Regions from separate parts of the Danio rerio genome. Here region 1 is linked to region 2. The links are chromatin contacts, called in public Hi-C maps. All regions are on one chromosome and are shown on one strand. The core of a region is the stretch at or near the end of the contact, and the rest is flanking DNA. Distances in the headings are between cores, read along the strand shown.

Evidence for each region. A called contact is a pair of places that touch in the nucleus more often than the background predicts.
Region 1: a Hi-C map of an unstated tissue shows a contact between it and region 2, with 3 times the contacts expected there. The contact joins the promoter of zranb2 here to the promoter of chd1l in region 2. A contact is called at or near these places in 1 of 18 Hi-C or Micro-C datasets (an unstated tissue) and 1 of 4 datasets of contacts at active chromatin or transcription factors (embryo).

What each region holds. Positions count from the first base shown.
Region 1 is chr6:39,855,962-39,861,274 of GRCz12tu, reverse strand. It overlaps zranb2 (zinc finger, RAN-binding domain containing 2), which reads right to left and starts at 1,877. Exons shown (of 10, transcript NM_001328210.1): 1 at 1,577-1,877; 2 at 973-1,025; 3 at 727-835. The coding sequence starts at 1,632.
Region 2 is chr6:39,399,827-39,405,637 of GRCz12tu, reverse strand. chd1l (chromodomain helicase DNA binding protein 1-like) reads right to left here and starts at 3,740. Exons shown (of 25, transcript NM_200313.1): 1 at 3,594-3,740; 2 at 233-345; 3 at 18-124. The coding sequence starts at 3,687. sft2d2a (SFT2 domain containing 2a) reads right to left here. Exons shown (of 8, transcript NM_001013288.2): 5 at 5,366-5,401; 6 at 5,191-5,249; 7 at 4,620-4,649; 8 at 4,064-4,383. The coding sequence ends at 4,332.

The sequences.
Region 1 (5,313 bases), core at 628-3,127, 460 kb before region 2:
TCATACACCATGCCCACCAAAAGGGTAATGGAAACGCAAGCCTGATAAAAGTGACCCGTACCGTACCAGTCAGTAGAAACAAGCCATAAGCCAGCATTACAGTAAATACCTGCATAAATATCCACTGATATATTTGATAATATATGCAACGTGTCTTGCTAAAACTTAATAGTAGTAGATTGGATAGTTTTTTTTCGATTTTATTTTTTTTCTGAACTTGTAAATGCTCAATTAATTTGAATCTTTTAATTTATTCACTTCAACAATAATTTATTAACAACCAAACACTTTCTGGAACCTTATGAAGTTTTTCTTTAAACAAATTGTGCACATTTTTAAATGAAAATGTCAATTGTGCAATAATTAATTAAAAAGCTATGATTATTATTAATGTTACATCTACTATGGACATTCACTGCTGTACACTTATACATGTCACAATTTGATAAAAGTTCAACTGAACTTTTATGATCGTAACATACTGATAGTCTTCTCAAACCAAAATCACTTTCCTGAGGACGGGAAAGTGACGTTTTAATTTATTTCTTCTCTCTAACAAAATCCAGTTATTCATTAACTGTTCATGACAGGAAACCACTACATTGTGTGCACTTATTCTGCTACATTATTACTAAGCAGTAAAATAAGTAGAAGTAATAGTTTCTTTGATTGTCACATCTATAATGCATGTTGGAAAGGTAATTATTACTTTATCACAATACCCACGTTTTGCACTGCCAGTCGTTTGCACTGAAGAGACCCCTGCTCTTCTCTGCCAGGGTCTTTCCTATTTCTGTCCCCCCTGCTTTCATCATCTTTGCTTCAGTCGTCTTCTCTGTTCAAAGGGCATTGAATAATTCGTTTAAACTAACGTTAATATTAATAAAATACTGAAATCTTGTTTCATTTATGTTGTGACATGCACAAAAAAAACAACTGAATTAATACTGGCACAAAAGATAGCTCACTTACCCCTTCCACATCGATTACAACTCGTTCTTCTTGCAAAGTTGACATTTCCACACCTTAAAACGAAAGAAAGAGACAAAACTGGTTATTTGCAATCACACACAAAGACCAGACATCCCACTTTCACTTAACAAAAATGAGACGCTCCAGTTTTTCGCTTGAAAAAAAAAAAAAAAAATACAAAACAATTATAATATTATCGTATTCATAAATAATTCAGAGGAACTGCAACTAACCAACTAATAAAAACTAACAGTTATACAATTGTACTTAATAGCACACAGCTGCTAACTAGCTAACCATACCAAAGAATCATGCATTTAACATAAGGTGTCAAATAGACTTAAAGCTAGTAATTTATATGAAAGAAGTGAATTTATTGTCTTAAAATTTGCAAGAACAAATAAAAATAAAACGACGCGTTTAATGTCGTTTACAGGCCCATTCTCAAACTATAAACGCAAGCTAAAGCTAATACATGCTATGCTAGCAGAAGCATGTGCAATTCCATTCAATCTGCATTCGTTTTCACAAAGAGTTAGGGTTAAATATTGCATGTATATATCTATATGCATCAATTAATAAACCATTCAGCAGCAAGTCTTACTTTTTATCAGGACAAATCCAGTCTCCGTCGCTAACGCGAAAACTCTTCCCCGACATCTTTAAGTTATGTCCTAACAACTGTCTTTCAGAATCCGCCAGAGAAACAAAGAACGCCGTAAAATATTAATATAGATGATTACACCAATACTATCGAGTTTAAAACTAAAAACTACAACAAATGCAATACTTTTCAGAGTGTAAAACCACGAGGAAAGAACACGTTTGCTACACCGAAAGACATAAATGGGCTGTGTTTCAAAATCTGAATGGCCCCCTATCTAGGCAAATATGGAATTTGAGAAGGAATACAGACGTCGGATGATGCTGTTTTGGTAGGCGACATCATAAGTTTTGAGCCACAGCCATAAATATGACGTGTAACAAGAGCTACTTGCAGTAAAGTAATTCATTGAATTTATCCAGTGAAACAAGTTATTTTTTTAGAGAAATCTGCGTGCACTTTTTGTGAATTAAAGGAGGAATCTATATAAAAAACATGTTTTTCGATTGCACACACTGCAAAAGTTAAATATCGATGTTGAATATCTTATATTATAACTTGCAAAAATAATAAAAAAATCAGTTTTCTTGTAAATATATTTTTGACACACAATAACAATAATAAAACTTTGGATCAAAATATTAATTTAATGATTATATATGGGAAGTACACAAACAAAAAGGGTCATCCATTTTTTTATTCAACATTTATTTGCTTAAAATTGATCTTAAACATTATATCAAAACCCTAAAAGACATTAAAAATAAAAAAAGCTATAAGGATGTATGCAATTTTGGAATTCATTTCTCATACTTTTTTTTTTTTGTAATTTATATATGCCCTTATATGCCATTTTTTCTATTGATTTGTTCCTTTGATGTAAAAAAAAAAAAAAAAAAAAAAAAAACTAGCAGTGTTTCCTGAAAATTATACAGATATTTAAAGAAGATCCTCGATTTAACTGCTTTCCTTATATTTATTTGTTTAAGTATCATTATAATTTCATTCATTAGTTTAATTTTATTTGTTTAATTTAATAATTTTGTTATTGTTATTATTATTATTATTAATATAATAATTACTATTATAACCAAGTCATAAAACATGTTGTTCTGTGAATGTATGTGTTACGTAAAACTGAAGATTTAAAATAATAACTATAATTAGGCATGGGCCAGTATAAGATTTTGATGGTATGATAACCATGGATAAAAATATCATGGTTTCACAGCTTCGCAGTATAGTGATCATTGCTCTAAAATATCTTCTTTTTAAATGTCTGGGTAAAAATTTTTTTTTTCCCTTTTGAAAACAATATATTCTATTTTTTGAAAGATTTAAAATATTTTGCAGCAGTAAACATGTCAGGCTATTTAATTCAAATGAAACATTTACTTCTGCTGTCTTCATTTGTTTCAAAAACACAGATTTCTTTACAATTTAGAACGGCATCTTTGCATATCTTTTTTTTTTTAAAATACTGTTGTCCTAAAAAACAAAAAAATGTAAATAAAAAATCTTACATACCTTAAGAATGGTATTACAGAAAAATTTGGAGGTTTTAAAACCTTGACTTTTCCAAATTGTGGTAAACCTTGAACTATAATACTCTAAAAAAACAAAAACACAAATAAATATTATTTTTATTAACTGGAATAGTAGTTAATCAGTTAGTCAGTTTCAAAAGGTTTATGTAGGCATATAAAGTTGTTCAAAAGCCAAAGTTTTATACATTTTAATAAATAAAATAAGTTATTGCACAGTGTATTGTTGTTTTACTTTCTAAAATGATGTTCTGAAGCACAACAAATACTTTGTATTTCTATAATTTAGTCTACACAGTTTTCTGCTATAGGTCATTAAATCCATCCATCCAGAAAAAAAACTTTAATAATTATAACAATAAAAAAAAGAATAAAATAAAAATAGTTTCCTGATATCCAGTACACAGGTTACATTTCACCATTATATTTTTCCTGCTTTCATTTTAAATGTGACCACTAGATGGCAGAATGTGTTCATCGCACGAGAGTCTGGAGAATTAGCAGGCTACATTTTGGCAGTAACTATCCCTGTACTCACAACAGGCCTGTTCTCATGTTAACATTTACACATGCGTCACAGAAAAACAGTAAAACTCTCAGACCTACATGCCACTGCCATATGCGAGGAGCTTGCAGATATCCACAGACATACGGTGACATCTTTGGATCTTTCCTTTCAAATGCACCCCTTATGCAAGGCCTCTCACGTTGTGCCAACAATTTGCAGACCTTGGTTCGGTTCAGCATGAAGGCACACACGTTGCTGGGCCAGATGGAGTTGAGACATCCCTCCCACTGCGAGTTCTCAGTCCTGCAGGGACTCAGATAGGACCCATCCTTGCTGGTGCTCACCAAGCTAAGCCTGTCCTCAGTTCTCTGCCAAACTCACGCTGTTTCAGAGGTCTCTCGCACAGCTGGTGCATTGCTTATGAGTCAGAATGCCCACATTGTTTTTCAAGTGGAGGTGTTTAAAAATATCTGATGCCCACAATTTGCAGTGGCCATATACATAAGCACCTTTTTTGGATGGACGGTTTTCTGATGAACCTTGCATTCAATGGATATTTCCAATAGGATTGAATATTCGGTCATTTACTCACCTTCCACAAAGCTTTCTGGGATTCAGAAGAAGATATTTTATAGTATACTAAAAAGCAGTAGCCATTGACAACCATAGTTTTTGTTTTTATCTACTAGCGCACTGTTGCCTCACAACATGAAGGTCGCTAGTTCGAGTACCAGCTGGACTAGTTGGCATTTCTGTGTGGAGTTTGCATGTTCTCCCCGTGTTCGCGTGGGTTTCCTCTGGGTGCTTTGGTTTCTTTCACATAATAAACTAAATTGGGTGTAATGTAGGTGTGTGAATGAGTGTGTATGGATGTTTCCTAGTACAGGGTTGCAGCTGGAAGGGCATCCGCTGTGTAAAACATGCTGGATAAGTTGGCAGTTCATTTCGCTGTGGCGACTCCTGATGAATGAATGAATGAATGAAGGAATGGATTTCAATGCTACCAGCTTGGCTACAATAAAAAAAAATCATCCTCCATAAAAAAAAACCTCCCCATATTTTTGTAAGAACTATACTTTTAAATAAAAATATGCAACACTAACGAAAACAATACAATTTATTTAGCTTTTACAATTTTTATTAGCACGCACCCTTGTGTCAAATTGACTTAGATAAAACAGCATCAGCCGAGAAAAGATATGTAAATGTATTAAGATTATCCTCCCCTTCTACCATACTTGTGTATGTGTGCATGAAAAAAGACAAATACACATTTCAGCAGGAGCTCATTGGAATGAAAACAAGAACTTGGGATTATGAATAATACATTTCTTTATCAGTAGGATCATGAAAAAGTACACCCTCTTTTGAAAGCCGATTTTATTATTACTATTAAAAAGCTTAAAATAGCCCTGAAATACTTTTTGACATCCTCAGGGCTATATGCACTCCTCACTATTTTAAATAATCATCATAACTAATTACAATAGTTTTCAAGCTCTAACATTTGAGGCAAAATTGTCAGAAAAGCAGTGCATTGGTGTTTCTTTAGGAAAACATGAATGGTTTACCTGAGTGTAATTGTATTTAAATCTGAATTACATAATTTAAAGGTGCCATAGAATAAAAAACTGGACTCACCTAGGCATGACTGAATCATAGATGCAAAATAATGATATAAAAAT
Region 2 (5,811 bases), core at 2,491-4,990:
CAACCAATGTCTCTTACCGTTCCAACTCTTGCCTCCAGTTCTCCAAAACAGCCAAGGGACAAAGCACAAGGAACGGCCCGTTCATCTTAAGGCTTCCTCGAGCATACGCCAGCAAAGAGATGGTCTACAGCAGAGCATGACATCTCACTTATCTCATATCTGACATCTCGGAATAAATCTTTCGGCTTAAAAGCAAGCAATATAAGCAAGATAAAGCCATCCCATTACTAACCTGACAGGTCTTGCCCAGACCCATCTCATCACCGAGGATGCAGCCCTGCTGGTTCTTCATACACAGTGACAGCCACTTCACTCCATCCAGCTGATAAGGCCTCAGATGAATAGCTATTAGGAAAGAGATAAAGGATAACAGCGTTGTTTGTAAGAAAAAAACTTTCAGATTTAGAGTATTTTAAATCATGTAACAGGTGTTCGAAGCCTTATTTCACTGCTCCAATTAATGTGACACGTGAAAAGTCAATCATGCCCGAAAATATATGCACAGCTAGTGTTTTTCAGCCAATAAGGAACTTCCGGTGAAAGCTTCATGCGACTATTTTCCCTTTCATAAAGTTCCTTTTACAGCTTTGATGGTGTTATGTAATAACACCATCAAATATAAACAGTTAAAAAGACTTAAGCATCTATTTGGTTATTAAAACATAAAAAGAGACTATTTAAACGCAAGTGCCGCCAATAGAAGCAGGTAAGCGCAAAAACTCCATTGAAAATACTGAGGTAAAATTAATTTCCATTTTTAATAGACATGGCATGGAATAATATAATTTAATGCAGTGCTTCTTGTTTGGTCTGATACCCAATTTATATCTTATCTCAGCCAGGCAGAGATTATCACTGTTATTTCAAGAAATCAGATCTTTTTTGCTGTGATTTTGTATGGGATGACAATTCACCAGAAGCCCTGGGGCTGACTGACTGAAGATAAAAGTCTGTGTGCATTACCCCATTGATGACATTGACCATTGTAATCACTTGTAAAAAATTCTAATAAAATATTTTATTTTTAATAAAAATCATCCTTTTTTGATATACAAATTTAATGCAAAGTGCATCTTTGTGTTTAAGTAAATTTGACATCAGGTTAAGATTGAGATATGCCTAGGCATGGGACGATAACCGTTTTCAAGGTATACCCCAGTTTGAAAAAGTCTAGGTTTTAAAACCGAAAAAGTTTTCTGTAATATCGTTCCTAAAATTTGTGTAAAATCTTTTATTTACATTTCTTTTTAGTTTTTTAGGACAACAGTATCTCCAGCAGAAAAAAAAATTATCCAAAAATGCCATTTTAAATGGTAAAGAAATTTGTTTTTGAAACAAATGAAGACAGCAGAAGTCATTGATTCATTTGAATTATTTAGCCTGACATGTTTACTGTAACAAGATATTATGAATCTTTGTTTTCAAAGGGGAAAAAAGTTTTTGTTTTTTTATGCAGACATTTAAAAAGAAAATATTTTAGCGCAGTAATCACAATATCGTGATACTGTGAAACCGTGATATTTTTATTAAAGGTTATCATACCATCAGAATCTCATACCGGCCCATGCCTAGATATGCCATATATTAATGAATCAATCCATGATTATTTATTTATATTACACTGAACTATCAGAATTTCAGAAAATCAGTCAGGCAATAAATCAACTCGGCTTTCCATCCAATTAAAGATGCAAGGTAACAATAAACTCCGGCCAAAAAACTGTTCAGGGTTCATACACATTCTTACTACTAAAATTCCATGACTATTCATGACGTAATGTTTCATGTAATGTCTACATATACATGGTAAATAACAAGAAAAAGAATGGTGTTTAAATTTATTACAGCATATCATATAACAGGCAACAATCTATTTTATTTAAATTACTTTTTATATCCATGTAAAATTTTGATGATGGTGAGAGCAAGTTTTTGGCCAAGAACAGAAAAGAAGACAACTAACCTGTATACAAGATAGGGCTGTATAATGTGGTTCAGAATCGATATTGTAATATGTGCATCTGCAATAGTCACATTGCAGGACATGCAATGTTGGGATTATAGTTTAATCATAATGGAACAAACATTTGTCATCTGCATGAATTTTTAAAGAGATAGTTCATCCAAAAATTACTTACCAATTTCGTTACACCCTTCACTTGTTTCAAACATTAATGATTTTCATTTTTTTTTTAAATGAACACAAAAAATATATAATTTAATAACTATAGTGAAGGGTCAGTAAATAGTGATTACATTTTCATCTTTGACAAAACTGTCCCTTTCAGGCCTTTGACTGTGAGAACATTTCAATATTTCAAATTTTAAAACAACCAGCCACAAGAAACTTTTTGTAACTTTAAGAAAGATTAAATAATATACAATGGAGACTATATCATTATTCACTTTTGTCTTTGCTATATTTAATTTATCTATGCTTGTAAGTTATTTGTTATATATTATTCAAGATTCACTCCTTTACAAAATCCCCCAATCAATCCAAATAAACCTGTTAAATCATCTGGTGAAATTGCATTCACATCGCAATATATAATCACAGAAATACAACACATTTCATCCCAATATCGTGCAGCCCTAATTTAGGTATAGAGATATTTGTTAAACTAATTTCCATGACTTTTCCAAAACTTTGTGTGTTTTTCTAATTTTTCCAAAATTTTTATTAAGGCCTGGAAAATGCCATGTCAAAATTACATGACTTTTCCAGGTTTTCCATGACCTTATGAACCCTGTGTGTTGCTCTGTCTGTCTCAAATTTTTTTTAATATAACTTAAAACAGTCCAATAAAGGTGGAGTAAACCATTACAAAACAAAGGAGTGGGGTGAAATCTAAAGATATCAACGTGTATAAACTGTACATGAATTTGAGCAACATTAATAAATTACATTAAATCAAGTTATGTCTTACCTATACATTTATGTATGTAAATAATATCATGGATAAAATCATACGCATATTCAGACAAAATCAGTTCTGTTATTGTAAAGTTACTTTGAAAAATTATTTGCATTTTCCCATAGATCACATAGGAGTTTTTCAGTGTACGAGCAAATCAAATTATAATGTTTAAAAACTTTATTAGAGTAACGTTAATATTTATTTTGCTTGTTAGAAATAAATATTAGTTTTATTGTATTAGTTTTTATCCACCTGGATTGTTCTTGAGCTAATCATGAGAAATAAATGTACGGTATTAATTTCTATTAAAAGGGTTGATCCAGGTAATTATCATATTAAATGTACTTATAAATGTAATTTATCAAAATAAAATGGCATAAGTTTTCTATATGAAGTTCACAAACGTAAATCTATGCATCTAAATCGCAAATGATTCTTCGTATTTTTATAAATACAAATGGGCAATGAGGTAAAACTTTGGGAATGTAAAACTTTTTTAAGCAAATTCATTAACGAGAAGTTATCGGTACGTTATTGATGTAACGTTATATCCAAAACTTTTTGTAAACTAATGATTTACCTGATCCAAAACGGGCTAAATACGATTAACGTAGGGTTAAGCGTTAAACATTAACTTAAACAAGTAAGTTAGCTCGCAATTGCTCCACACACCTCCAAGTCCCCATTTCTTCAGGTCATTCTCCGTTAGTTCAGATTTGTCCTTTTCTGGTATGTTGTTTCTGACTGCTCGAAGAAATGTGGACATCCTTGTTGTTTACGTTTATGTTAAATCATCTGAATTTCTTTTCTCTTTAATAGCTTGTGCGCGCCAGTTTGACGTGACTTGTTTTTCTACTTCCTGCAATAGTGAATGGGCGGGTAGCAAAACTGACGCTGTCCAATGACAAGTTGGCAACGCAAGCACGCGCTCTTTAAAGGCGCCATTCTTAAAAAAGTACATATATATTTAAAATATGTATATTTTATAAAGAATACGTGTGTAAAGATCTTAAATTCTCAAATCTCGGATTATCCTTTGAATTATATTCAACATTCTGACACAGAAAAAAAAATTGAGCTAGACTTCATTTACAAATAGTATCAGACAAAGATACAGAAAAAAATAGAAGGTCAGCTTTTTAGTATATAACTGCAATATCTACTTTAATAAATATCAATTTTAAGACATTTCATAACATTTACAAATCTGTTTTACAACACATTTAAAACACATTCAGTAAAATGTAATCTTTTGTACAGTCAGATTTAGCATGTCGTCCAGCTAACGTTAGCGATTACAACTAGCACCATCCCATAGTCTCAGTGATTATTTGTGGACCCCAGAATTGCAGAATACTTGAGCAGAGTGTTCCCAGTTCCCAGAGTGATGAAAGGATAAACATCAGCTCTTCATTTCATACACATGTTGCACAACATGGAGAAAAACTTCAGTACAGCATCCCTGGTTAAGACAAAGACAGCATAGAGAATTAAAAATACTGTACTTGGTTTCAATTGTGTCATATTTATTTTCTAGCATTCATTTACTTTCTTCAGTTTAGTCTCTATTTTAGGGGTCGCCACAGCAGAATGAACCACCTAACAAATATTCACACATCCATCAAATGCTTAATATGTTTTATCTAATTCAATATTTTAAGACAAAATAATATGTTAAAATCACAAATAATGACTAACCTTGCAAAAGGGATGTATGAGAGGCCATACCTATAAAGAAAAATTAATAAATTGATCAAATGTATTTCAGTACAGGAAAAAGCAGTGTTGGTGGTAACGCATTACAAGTAACAAGAGTTACGTAATAATTTTACTTTTCTAAGTAACAAGTAAAGTATTGCATTAAACAAATAAGTAATATTTGAGTAAGTTTTTCAAAAATGTCATGCGAGTTACTTTTTAGTTAATTAATAAGCTTTTAAAACAAATTGATGAATTTAAATTAAAGTAGTCATAATTATTCACACAGTCAATGAGAGAATGTGTTCATTATTTTGAACATATCAAAGAAAAGAAACAATGGACATTGATTTTACTTAAGACAAATAGTACAAACCCAGCAAACATATTGCTTTGAACTTTCAATAATCTGTATATGCAGCATGTATAGCACTGGGGTCAGGACATTATCCTAAAATTTTATCAGATAACATTCTATACTTTTTTTTTATTTGTTTTTTAAAGGTAAATGAAATTGTAAGTTATACAGTGTGGTGTCCATGCTTAAAATAATGTGTCATTGTAAACTTACCATGCAAATGCAAGGACTTGAAGAATGACAAACAGCAGAGTGAGAGCAAAGATCTTCCACTGTTGTACAGAGATTAGTGTTGAATTAGTATTAAAGAAAGCTAATTCTATTAGATTTATTATATACAGAGATAAAATCTAAAACTATACAGCAGGGAGAAATGCAGAAAGCTCACCCAAAATACTGCACAGAGTGTGAGAACCAGACATGTCTATGGACAGAGAAAAAATAGTGAAACTTTTAGTACTCATTAAACATCTGGTCAAATGTTTCCAAAGAGAGCACATGAATTCAAATAATAATTCTAACACTTTTTGGCGCATCCAACATGTTTTTGAAATATAATGCATTAATTCTTAGAGTTTTTTTTAAAGTTATTTAAAGGCAATATGTTTTTACTTTCAAAATTAGGATAATTTTATTAGATTCTTATTGAATAGTGAAAATCATAATAGGTGATTTCAGCCGAAAACTAAAGTTTGTTTTGTTCTTAAAACACCAGAAATGAAAAAAGTTTAAAAAGGCCTGTTTTTACTTTTTTGACTGGTAAACATTTCATGCAGTATTGCTTGGTTGTTAGAAATAGTAATCCATAATTTAAGTAATAAGTCAGCCTATATG